4 separate regions of the Mus musculus genome follow, and regions 1, 2 and 3 are each linked to region 4. The links are chromatin contacts, called in public Hi-C and promoter capture Hi-C maps. All regions are on one chromosome and are shown on one strand. Each heading gives the region's core, a stretch centred on a gene start, on an enhancer-like site or on the middle of the called end of the contact. The rest is flanking DNA. Distances are from core to core; before and after follow the strand shown. Region 1 has its middle 120 kb from the start of Gm46516. Region 2 holds the start of Mtbp (Mdm2, transformed 3T3 cell double minute p53 binding protein). Region 3 has its middle 75 kb from the start of Gm41326. Region 4 has its middle 8.5 kb from the start of Gm35627.

The links. Promoter capture Hi-C pulls out the DNA fragments that hold promoters and counts their contacts. A called contact is a pair of places that touch in the nucleus more often than the background predicts.
Region 1: a Hi-C map of the N1E-115 cell line shows a contact between it and region 4, with 4 times the contacts expected there. The contact joins two enhancer-like sites. A contact is called at or near these places in 1 of 15 datasets of contacts at CTCF or cohesin (the NIH/3T3 cell line) and 2 of 484 Hi-C or Micro-C datasets (the N1E-115 cell line and spermatogonial stem cells).
Region 2: a contact with region 4 is called in a promoter capture Hi-C map of second pharyngeal arch cranial neural crest. The contact joins the promoter of Mtbp here to the enhancer-like site in region 4. A contact is called at or near these places in 12 of 39 promoter capture datasets (the 3T3-L1 cell line, 3T3-L1-derived adipocytes, the C10 cell line and 8 more), 8 of 484 Hi-C or Micro-C datasets (B cells, the C2C12 cell line, the N1E-115 cell line and 5 more), 6 of 115 datasets of contacts at active chromatin or transcription factors (acute myeloid leukemia, astrocytes, embryonic forebrain and 3 more) and 1 of 9 other capture datasets (liver).
Region 3: a contact with region 4 is called in a Hi-C map of the N1E-115 cell line, with 10 times the contacts expected there. The contact joins two enhancer-like sites. A contact is called at or near these places in 4 of 39 promoter capture datasets (the 3T3-L1 cell line, embryonic stem cells and hippocampal neurons), 4 of 15 datasets of contacts at CTCF or cohesin (the NIH/3T3 cell line, embryonic stem cells, large pre-B cells and 1 more), 123 of 484 Hi-C or Micro-C datasets (the 3T3-L1 cell line, the 4T1 cell line, the AML12 cell line and 69 more), 4 of 115 datasets of contacts at active chromatin or transcription factors (PVALB interneurons, astrocytes, epiblast stem cells and 1 more) and 1 of 9 other capture datasets (embryonic stem cells).

Annotation. Positions count from the first base shown.
Region 1 is chr15:56,045,520-56,048,219 of GRCm38.p6, forward strand. No RefSeq gene overlaps it. Among named protein-coding and RNA genes, the nearest start is that of Gm46516, 120 kb to the left of the region's middle. Within about 2 kb of position 1,337, at least 30 of the 459 cell types and tissues checked have an H3K27ac peak or open chromatin away from gene starts, as enhancers often do. A contact at or near this core is called in the N1E-115 cell line, where this site is marked.
Region 2 is chr15:55,556,072-55,558,771 of GRCm38.p6, forward strand. It overlaps Mtbp (Mdm2, transformed 3T3 cell double minute p53 binding protein), which reads left to right and starts at 1,337. Exons shown (of 22, transcript NM_134092.3): 1 at 1,337-1,666; 2 at 2,430-2,510. The coding sequence starts at 1,549. It overlaps Mrpl13 (mitochondrial ribosomal protein L13), which reads right to left and starts at 1,241. Exons shown (of 7, transcript NM_026759.3): 1 at 1,187-1,241. The coding sequence starts at 1,213.
Region 3 is chr15:56,333,626-56,336,335 of GRCm38.p6, forward strand. No RefSeq gene overlaps it. Among named protein-coding and RNA genes, the nearest start is that of Gm41326, 75 kb to the right of the region's middle. Within about 2 kb of position 1,341, at least 13 of the 459 cell types and tissues checked have an H3K27ac peak or open chromatin away from gene starts, as enhancers often do. A contact at or near this core is called in the N1E-115 cell line, where this site is marked.
Region 4 is chr15:57,508,370-57,511,069 of GRCm38.p6, forward strand. No RefSeq gene overlaps it. Among named protein-coding and RNA genes, the nearest start is that of Gm35627, 8.5 kb to the right of the region's middle. Within about 2 kb of position 1,307, at least 17 of the 459 cell types and tissues checked have an H3K27ac peak or open chromatin away from gene starts, as enhancers often do. A contact at or near this core is called in the N1E-115 cell line and second pharyngeal arch cranial neural crest, where this site is marked.

The DNA of each region.
Region 1 (2,700 bases), core at 87-2,586, 1.5 Mb before region 4:
TCCCTACACAGAGAATAAACTCTGTACTCTAATCACACGTTTGTATTAATTGTGCATGGTCACAGAAGAATAAATTATTTGACAGTATAGCATCAGTGCACCTATTATTTGAAACGTTCTATGGCCCAAAATTTCCATTTTCTTTTCAGGACAGAGGAACACGTGCATGGCAGAAGGCCAAGGGGAAGTACTATGAACCCCCAAGGACAGGGGAGACTGACACCAATGAGCTCAGTGGATCCTGAGCTGAACAGTCCAGAGGGAAAAGTGCATTTTGGAGGACACTCGGGTCCATTTGAAAGATGGCTTGCTTATCAGATTGTATACCATGATTATTAAATGTATTTTGCGTGATAGTGAGCGAGCTCTGAACTCTGGTCTACTAACAACACACAATGGCAGGCCTAGAGTTAAAGAGACACAGTATCTGGGCTAAGCTTATTACAAACACAAAACGATACATGAAACAAGGTAGGTCTGATTCAGACTGGGCTTTTCGGTTCCTATAGAGCATTCTTTGAGGGGTCACTTGAGGTGAGAAAACAGAATTTGGGTAAAATGAATGCAAAAATAATAAAAGGGAAGCTATGCTTAGCAGCATTGTCTTTGACGGGTAGCTATTTTGGCTAATATTAGATTATACTCAAAAGTACCAGAAATACCCCTATTGCCCACGTCAAGATAAGGACTTCATTGTCAAGGCCTACCAGTTCCTTGAAGAACTTCCTTCTGCTTCAGAAACCATCTTGATTACTGATGAAGAAGACAGGGCAGTGGGGTTTGTGTCTCTGCTTCTGTGGCAGCTGTGTTATCATGTCCTTTCTGTTCTCATTAGTCAACCAGAGCCGACTATTGGTCAAGAGAACTCTACCCAGCTCAGTGGAAGTTGGTTCCTTTAGGACAACCCACTGTTTTTTCCTTTTTCCTTTTATTTTTCTTCTTCTCCCAGGAAAGTCTTCAGATATTTTATCTAGTTCAAATCTCATCAATGGGAATCCCCCTTTCTTCCCTTTTGTGCGTTATCCTTGAGTTTATGTAAGGTGAGCAATTTTAAGTCCTCCTGAATGAAGCAATCTGGGCTAAAGTTAGAAAAAAAATATGAGAGAGAGAGAGAGGGGGGGGGGGTGGGGGGAGAGGGAGAGGGGGGGAAGGGAGGGGGAGGGGGAGAGGGATCGTATTGTCCAAGGCGCCTTCAAATATGCTCGCACAAACCACGTGACACAGACTCTTTGCTCCAGTAGGTTTTTATCCTTCTTGTATCATTAGAACAATCAAACTCTAGTGTTAGACCGACAGAAGATGGCAATGTATTAGTATTTCCTCACACTCTGCCTAGAGGGAATTTTGACCCCAGAAAGCAGTTCTCTGGCAGGAAACAGTGGGAGAAGACATGAAGTGAGACAATAGAGAGGATTTTCCAGGCTGTTTATCTACCCACCACCATGTTTTCCTGGGCACAGATCTGAGCCCTTAAAACCAAAACAACCTAGACTGAAAAGGTAACACAAAACATTCCCCGCGGCCATGGCTACGCAGTCCCTTGGTATTGCTGCCATCTATTGGCACCAGGTGGTAACACCGGACAAAGTGAAGCCCTAGGGTGTTTGGTGTTTGTTTCCCTGAATACCAATGGTCCCACAGGTAGAACAGACTTACTTCAGAGAGGGCGGATCATATGATAAGACTTTAGTGGTGAAAATATATGTATGTGATATATATTCTTGAGAAGGGCTGTGCGTTTGTGCTATCTTAACGTGCCCCCAAAGGGCTCCTACCAGCTGAAGAGACTAAACAGGGTAGGATTAATACCCACGAAAGCCAGTGGAATAACCTTCGCAGTTCTTCTGTGTTACAGCAGAGAATCCCATGGCCCTTTGCGGCAGGTTTTAGAGGATGGTAAAGATTTGTCCCATCTGAACGATTACTGTAAGTGTTGGGTTGTACTAAACTCATCATTATTTGAGGAAAGTGGTCTTTATTCAGTTTCTGTCTGTGTACCCAGTGGCTCAAAGTCTCTAAGCCATAGGGATTTTCTTGATCTTAGGACAGAGTCATGAGAACCTCTGGGTAAAGTGTTAGGACTATCACCCTACAGTGCATTTTCCCACTCTTCTGGATTCAGGCCAACAGTTAACGTTAATTTTTAATGAAATGACCTAACATATTTTAAAACAATTACAACTTCTTTGATTAGTAGGCAGCTACAGCTTGTGCTTCTTGGCTGTCCTACCTGAGCTTGGCTACCACTCTCCGGGGGGACTCCCCAGGTTTAGTATGTGGCTTGCCTGTGTCATGACACTGGAGACTCCTGCCACAGTTCAGGAGGTATACTGGGGGACATAGAAGCTACTTCAGAAGGAGGGGAGTCATTTAGGCCTTCTGTCTCCATGTCTCCGTTGTAGTTTATGTATATTCATTTAAGAAGCTTTTATGGATGAAATGACCTAGCATTAATTAAACTTATCTTTACAAACAAGATGAGGCGATTCTAATTGAAAAATTTGCTGATTCAACAGAATAAGTAATTACTAAAACCTTGTACCTAAAAATGAAATCAAAGTACAAATAATAGATGATATCAAGGAAGATGGAGAAGAAAGTTCAGAAAAGTCCACACTACTGTAGGTCCTGGTCAGTTTCTGGATAAGGAAAGAAATCCAGGTTAAATCAGGTGAGTCTGTGGGCCTCCTTAGAGATTAT
Region 2 (2,700 bases), core at 87-2,586, 2.0 Mb before region 4:
CAAGGATTATATGCTAGAAAAATACACTTATAAGCTTGTGGTTTCATATTAGTTATCCTAAATTTTAAACTAGCCTATGCATACGCAAAAGACAAGTTTACCACATTCCATGTGAACTAATACTTTAAAAAAGCTTGATAAATAATAGAAATACTGCCACATGTCAACTTGCTGTCAAAGTTTTAAATATTCACATCTGTTATTTACCTGATTATAGACAGGTAACAACTACATTTAAAGGAAATGTACTTCAAGTAGTGTTAGGCTAGGAGTTGTCTTGGATTAACATATCAGAAACTAATTCTTTCTCTTCTATCTAGAATCTGCTTCAGTTTCAGTATTCCCTATGAGTCAGCCTTCCGGTTGCCCAAACCAGAATTCTTAAAAGTTATTCTTGTTTCTCTTTACACCCACATTCAAATCTTTAATATATATTGTGGACTTCTTAGAACTCCAATGTTTCAGCCTGACTTGTAAAATGAGTATTTTGTGTGGTACACTAAAATAGAATTCTAACTGAATTCTCCCTTTAGCCCTTCAAAGATCTCCCATCTGTGAACAGTTTATCTTCCACCTGGCGGCTTGAGTGCTTGCTTGATCCTTCTGATGCCTAAGACTTCTAGGTCAAAACTCTACAACAGGTCTTCATTCTTTATAAACAGTCTTAAGCAGCGCAGGCTTGACTTCAAGCTCACTAAGTATCGGAGAAGGCTGGCCTTGAACTTCGGATCTTTCTCCCTCCACCTCCCAAGTGCTAGGATAACATGCGTGCACCATAATTCCAGGTTTATGCGGTGTTGGGGATGGAACCCAGGCATGCTACGCTACATCAGCTACAGCTCCACACCTTCCCTTCCCCCTCCCCTACTGTACTAAACAAAAATAAACATCTTTTAGTGGTTTTTACTGCCCCACGTCATTCAACCTATTATTTCACTTTAGCTCTCTTTCCGCAAGGAACAAAAGACACGAAAGGGGCAGACTGAGGAGAGAAAGGAGCCAAAACAAAGATATCAAGTGGTAGGCAGACTCACAACCCTCTGGTAAGTGACTCCTAAAGCATTTCTTGGGTACGGGTGTCAGCTTCCCTGAAAGCTCAGCTTCTGCACTAAATCCCTGTGAACACTGCTCTTCATTTTCGCCAGCGTACTGAGCACACTATCCTGCCCGAAACGCGCAAACTCACCTGGGGCGCCCTAGAGAAGCTGGACATGCTCTCCGACCCGCGGCGTCCTTTACTTTGCACCCGCCCCGCCGGGGAACCAGCACCACGGGTCCGGCGGGAAACACAGACACCCGAGCATGAAGGTTCCTACTGCCGTCGCGTGCGCTCATCTGCTTCCCCGCCACACTCGGGTCCCCGCCGGTAGCGGTTTCGTTATGAGAGGAGCAGAGAGTGTGGCTCCTGAGAGAATAATTTCCCACAATAATTGGCGGGAAAACCGACGTAGGACATTATTTTGCAGCCAACCTGAGCGGCAGGAAACCGGAAGTGCACGTTGCGCGCGGCTCTTTTGAGACCTAACACTGAGTCCGGGCGCGAAGAGGATGGATCGGTACTTGCTGCTGGTCACCTGGAGGGAAGGGAAGTTTCGATCCGTGGCGGGTGGGGAGATCGAGCCTGGCACTGAGGCGACATCCCTGGAGAGCACCGACAAACAGCCCGGTAAGCTCTGGGCGGAGAAGAGGCGGGAACGACCGGCGGCGGGGAAGCGAAGGATTTGAGTTTCTGATGAAATCCCGGAGGGAGGCGCATAGGTCGAATGGTCCCGGGAACGTGCAACTAACTCTCTGAAGTAGTTTCTATAAGAACTGAGCAGTAGTATGTCAATGGAAAAGATATAAAGTTGTGGGTATTAGATGCCAGTGTCCCAAGTGCTTGGTGAACTGAATATTTGCCTGGTTGAATCTTCTGGTGGCATAGTCATCGAATTTTTGCTTTTAGGGAAGGTATGCTTGCAGAAAGAAGTGTCCCTTGGCGTTCCTACCACCTTGAAGAAAGCACAGAAAGAAATGATAGGTTCTGCAGATCTGAGTTTTACATTCTATGAAGGAAACATTCCACACTAAAAAAAGAGAAATGACCAGCTTTAAAAGATTTTAGCTGCATTGCTTTTTTGGCGTACTTGACTAATCTCAATATTACGTTTTCCTTGTTTTGATTAAGCAGACATTTTTAGGAAGAAATGTATATAGTTCGTATATACTTCTTTTGGAAGGAAGTTTTGATTTCTTGTTACTGATTAGCATATACAAATGAGGAGACTTGGCTGTTTTCTCTGCGGTGTCAGCACTTGAATAGACTTGGTCAACATGTATTCTGTCTACAACTTACTGGCCTTCAGATCCTCTGATAGTGAAATGGAAACAGGCCCTAGATTATGTTAACTCTTGAGTTAGATGACTGAGTCAGGTCTTTATTTTTATAGATTTGACCGCAACCAATATTTATCACCTCTTGAAGAGAAGCATCAGCGATTCAATCCATCCAGATGACAGTACATTCCCTGGTAAGTACAGAAGTGTAATGGTAATGAAATTCCTCTCCTATCCACCACCACCCCCCACCCCCAAAGTCTGACACAGCATTTTTTTGGAAATCAGTCAGTTTGATAACCTAGGAGTACAAGAAAGACTTGTTGACTTGAGAGGCACAGGGCTATGGGGGTATCTTAAAGAAAACCTCAACTACATTACTAT
Region 3 (2,710 bases), core at 91-2,590, 1.2 Mb before region 4:
TCTGCAAATGGCTAGTGCATGTTTGTGGATGGATGTCTGCAGAGGTGATTTCATCCCAGGAAGATCAAAAAGAATTGCTTGCCATCACTGAGGTGACTGCTTACAGACATTAGTCAGGCCCTTCTATGGTCCAAGTTGAAATCATCTAATTAAGAATAAAGCTCACATTCTGAGCTTTCTTAGAACAGAGGTTAATCTAATGAGGCAACCTAAGTTCAAGCCTGAGCTTCCACTCTTATTAGCCTCAAAGGCTTATTGTTTCTAGACTTCCACTTCTTCCTATGCAAGGTGGAGATCCTAAGAGTCTATGCCTGGTTTATTAATTCTGGACCATGGGTGCAGTTTTACAGACTACAGCCAGCATATGGTATAACCTCTTTAAGAAATTTAGAATATTTTTGAGCATCTACATGGTGGTGAATTCTAGTACTAAAATGGAAAGAATCCTCATGGGGTTTAAACTCTAAAAGAGTCCTTATGGCTTATTGAGTGAAAAATTACCTGGGTTAATTAATGAACAGTTGCCTCAGGAGTTGGTAGCAATGTTTTTCATGTTATAAAACACTTTGGTATAATAAAACTAAATACTCTCAGAAATGTTTGCTCATAGCCCAGGCTAGTGAGTACATTGTAGGTACAGAGCATCTGAAAAGATGGGGAGAAATAATAATATTTCTATCTGGATTCTGGCATTTTATCTTTCAGAAACCAGTCCTGTTTGTGAGTTAGGCACATGAACTATTATCAGATAATAAAGGGTGTTTAAATTTTTGCAAAAATCACTTTTGCTATTTGAAGATGGCCTAGATCCTCTTGTGACTGCGTTCAGACGTGTGGGATGAGGAAAGTGGGTGAACAGAGATGTTTCTATACCCCACAGGAAGTATGTTCTTATGAAGGCTGGTGCTTTGTTGAAGTATTCAGTGTGGTGGCCAGTCTCATTTTTTTTCTCCTATATTTATGCTGGTTTTCTTTGAATAGACATGCGAACAGGAAGACTGCCCTTCTGAACCTCCTCTCTGTCAAAGGATTTCTAGGGATTTCCAGCATGTGGAGGAAGATCAGAGTCTGTGTGGAGCTCCTGCCAAGTGGCTGAAGCCAGAGACTTCCCACACTCCCCAGGGTCTCATCAATTCTTATCAGAGATGCAGGGGCAGTGGTGGCAGGCAGCACTGTAACTTCAGGAAAGAAGGGGAAGAAAGAGGAAGAAAGAAACTATTGGGGAACACAAATCTTCCTCCAGTGTCCAGGAATCAGTTTGTGCATAGGCAACTGTTAAGGCAGGCGACTCCTGGCTCAATGGTTTCCCACATACAATTATACTTATTCTATGTACATCTCATTCAAGGCAGGCAGTTGGAGCTCAGAAATTAAGGGGGATATACTAGATTCTTGAAGCTCTTGACCTTCCTTCATTGTCCTTAAAAGCTAGTCCCATTCATTCAACATTTTAGGTGCTTGTATGGCTAACAAGGTTCAGCTCCCTCGCTCAATATGCTGAAGGCTTCTTGGAGGGCTTACAAAGCATTTTGAAGAGTTAAATGTAAATGAATCAGGAACACATGGATTCAATTTCCCTGGAAATCCACATGTGCTGGGAAATGAAGGGGGGCAGTGTCTGGCCAAATGTGCTTTGATTTATCTGACCCCAAAATATACCCCTCCTTTCTGCTTTCCTCCCCTCAAAATCATTTGAAAGTTTGGTTAACGTCAAAGCATGGCTGAGTTCTTGAGACCCTTGTAATTTGGAAGGGTTTGAGTTCTTAGAAAGGGCATTCAGAGAAATCTTGCCCCACCTTTAAGCCCAAGGCTTTGTCACGTGGTTTTCTTCTAGTTAATAGGGTTAAATTAAGGCAAGGATATGATGACATTGGTTCAGTGACAAAGCTAACTACCTCTGCAACCCATGGAAGCATCCATTTCCTGCAGTGAACATTTTCATGCAGATGATATACCCTACTCAATGTTTCTGCCCTCCAAAAATTAGCTTTATTTTTCTAGGAAACCACTATTTGAGTGTAGGAATAGAATTATTTCACTATCTGTGCCCCATCCCCTGCTCCATTGTCTGCAAAGATCACTTCTTTAATAATGTATTTAAGGCCCACAACTGTACTATGTAAAGAGTGTTGAAGATGAGCTCACTTACAGACTGTTTAGGACTCTTAGACAGAGAGATGACTTCATATAAGAGGATCTTGGGTGTAGATGACAGGAAAAAGTCTCAGAGGTGTCCTGTGTTTGTCAAGAAGGATTTAGACCTCATTGCTCCAGTATATATATATATATATATATATATATATATATATATATATATATATATTGGAATTTATGACAGACTAGAGAAAAGAAAACCACTGTTTTAGATTTTCTTTTTTCTTTTTTCCTTTTTTCTTTTTTTTTGTCTTTTATTTATTTATTTATTTTTATTTACATATTTTCCTCAATTACATTTCCAATGCTATCCCAAAAGTCCCCCATACCCTCCCCCCCCCACTTCCCTACCCATCCATTCCCATTTTTTTTTTTTTTTTTTTTTTTTTTTGGCCCTGGCGTTCCCCTGTACTGGGGCATATACAGTTTGCGTGTCCAATGGGCCTCTCTTTCCAGAGATGGCCGACTAGGCCATCTTTTGATACATATGCAGCTAGAGTCAAGAGCTCCGGGGTACTGGTTAGTTCATAATGTTGTTCCACCTATAGATTTTCAA
Region 4 (2,700 bases), core at 57-2,556:
CAGCTGAGCCTCATCACCCACCTCTCTATTTCATCACTTCAGATGCAATGTCACTCACTAGTCACCCGGGCTCCTTGTACTATGCCTTCTGCACTGTGACGGACCTTGCCCTAAAACTGTAGGCCAAAATATACTATTCTTTAAGATGGTTTGTAATGTATTTTCTCACAGCAAAGAGAGAAGTGACAAATCCATCAGCTTGAAAATCTGAAGAGGACACAAGTGACTGAAAAACAGAGTTTGGTCAAGCTAACCTGTGAGCCTGTCCAGAGACCATGAACCAAAACAACACTACTAGAGCTTGTATTGCTGCCTCTCCGTTGTGCTTTGGTGCCCTCTGCTGGCCTTGAAATTCACTGCTAGAAAGTAGTGTATATAAGCAGGCAGTAAAATTGCCCTACAATTACATCCATCCAGACCCAGGTGTGTGTGTGTGTGTGTGTGTGTGTGTGTGTGTGTGTGTGTGTGTGTGTGTGTGTGTGTACGCTGAAAGAAAAATCTTTCAGAAAGAATGCTTAAAATTAAGAATTTATTACTGAGACGCCCCGATGAGCTAGACTTTGTCTATGTGTTTCCTTGCTTAATACATTTATACTGGCAGGAAGCGTGTGGCTAAAAAGCAGTGGGGCTGCCAGACAGTGGAGGACCTGGAGGCCAGCAGAGGACAAGGACAGATCGCTGCACACATGTACACCGTTATGCACACTTATTCTGGTGTACTAAGAGATAGATAGATGGATTACTTCCGTTTTAGGCATATCCACATTCGGCATCTTTTAGGTTTTGCATTTCACATCTGAAAAGTGTTGGAGGATCTCCTGAGAGCAAAGGCACAGAGTCATGGCAGAAGATATCCATTAAGCTTCTCCTTCCCATAATTCATTTCGTCTGACAAGGTCTGTTTGCACCCTGTTTCATTAAGCCTGAGAAGCTGGGCGGCTGGTCCGGCAGCAACACGACCAGACCACTCGTTCTCCACCTCTGGCTCCACAGCAGGGCTTCGCCTCAGTGAGATGCAGGCACCAGGGCTAGCGTTCTGAATTCCCTGGCCGTGCCACGGACACCGTGGACACTGCTTCACACTGTCATCATCTGAGTGACCTTGCTGCTGCCTGAGAAGAGACCTCTGTCTTGGACGAGGAAGATGGTTGGGTGCTGAAGACAAAAACCACACTGGCTTTCCCGGGGCCATTCAGTTGCTCTGAATCCAGTGAAAACAAGCAGTTTGCCATCTGGTCATCGCCCTGGGGCTGAGGTGTCAATCCCCTGTCCTTCATCCTGCCCTTCTTAGAAAAACACAGGCCCTGGGTGGTCCAGATGGCTGCAGGCCTTTGCACAATGAACAGAGACCGGCTGATACACATGACTCCCTCTGCCCCAGGAAGTCCTCCCATACAAAAATACATTAGAGAGACGTTCCTCCTGAACGATTTGTTAGAGTCAACCACTTCTGGGAAGGGAAACTTGAAAGACCCTAGAAACTATACAAACCCCGCCCCCAGCTCCTGCAGATGAATGAGGTTGGCATGCCGACAACCTGTGGTACTTGTACGGCCCATTCATCCCATGGAGATCCTCAAAGTGTTTTCCCACCAGAAGAAAAGGAGAGCATTTCAATAATGAACTTTAATGAATCTCAAGCTGTTTCCTCCTTTCCCTTGTCACTTCTTACCCTCGACACAGTTGTCTGTAGAAACTCTCTTCTTGGGCTCAGTACAGTAACCAAGCTATCACCAGCTCACACCCAATGCACAGTGTCCAGCAGCCCGGGAGAAGGAAAATCCCATGGAAGAGTACAGAAGTCACGTCTGAGTAGGAGGGATGGTTACTGCAGGCCTCCAAAGCCCACAGCAGCAAGGACACTAACAGGAACCTCAGAAATCTTCAAGGTCACCAGGTCATTACTGGCTTAGTCCAAACTCTCTTCAGTGTACACGGAGAAATGGAAAAACATTAAACACGATGAAAAGTGGCCAAAAAAGTAATATTTAAAGACATCATTTAAAATGTAAACTGTGGTACGAATTCTAATATATGTGACTGGGGAGAGTCACCCAACTCCTCTAAGCCTTATTTTCATTGCATATAAAATAACTTAGAAAAAAAAAACGATTAAAGGGATAGTTCTCAGAGCTTGGTGGCCTGAGAGTGTGATCTCGGGCACTCAGGAGTCTGAGAGATCAGGACCACACGCTTGTCCAGAAAAGCTTCAGAGTGAATTCAACACCAGCCTAGGAGGATAGTATGGAGCACTTATCTAGCATGCACAAAACCCTGGGTTCAATTCCAGTATGGCAAAATAAATAAAAGGGTTAGCATGGTAATATGCAATTCATGAATATATTTACTGAGGGTTTGTTGTTATTATTGTTGGAGGGACTTTTTGGTTTTTAGTTGGAGGGGTTGTTGTTTACCTGAGATGGAGTCTCATGTGCCCACAAGCCAGTCTGAACTTTCTACACAGGTTAGAATGACCTTGAACTTCTGACTCTTGAACTTCCATCCCAAGGGCTGGGATTATAGGCACTCCCAGTTCTTCACTAATATGCTTTCCTGACATATAAGAATCAATAGTAAATGTTAGCACCTAATAAATAATGAAATGCTAATACATTAAACTATGTTAACATTAATATCGATATCAATATGGAACATTAATGTTGATGTTATTATTTATATACATATTACTACGACTACAGA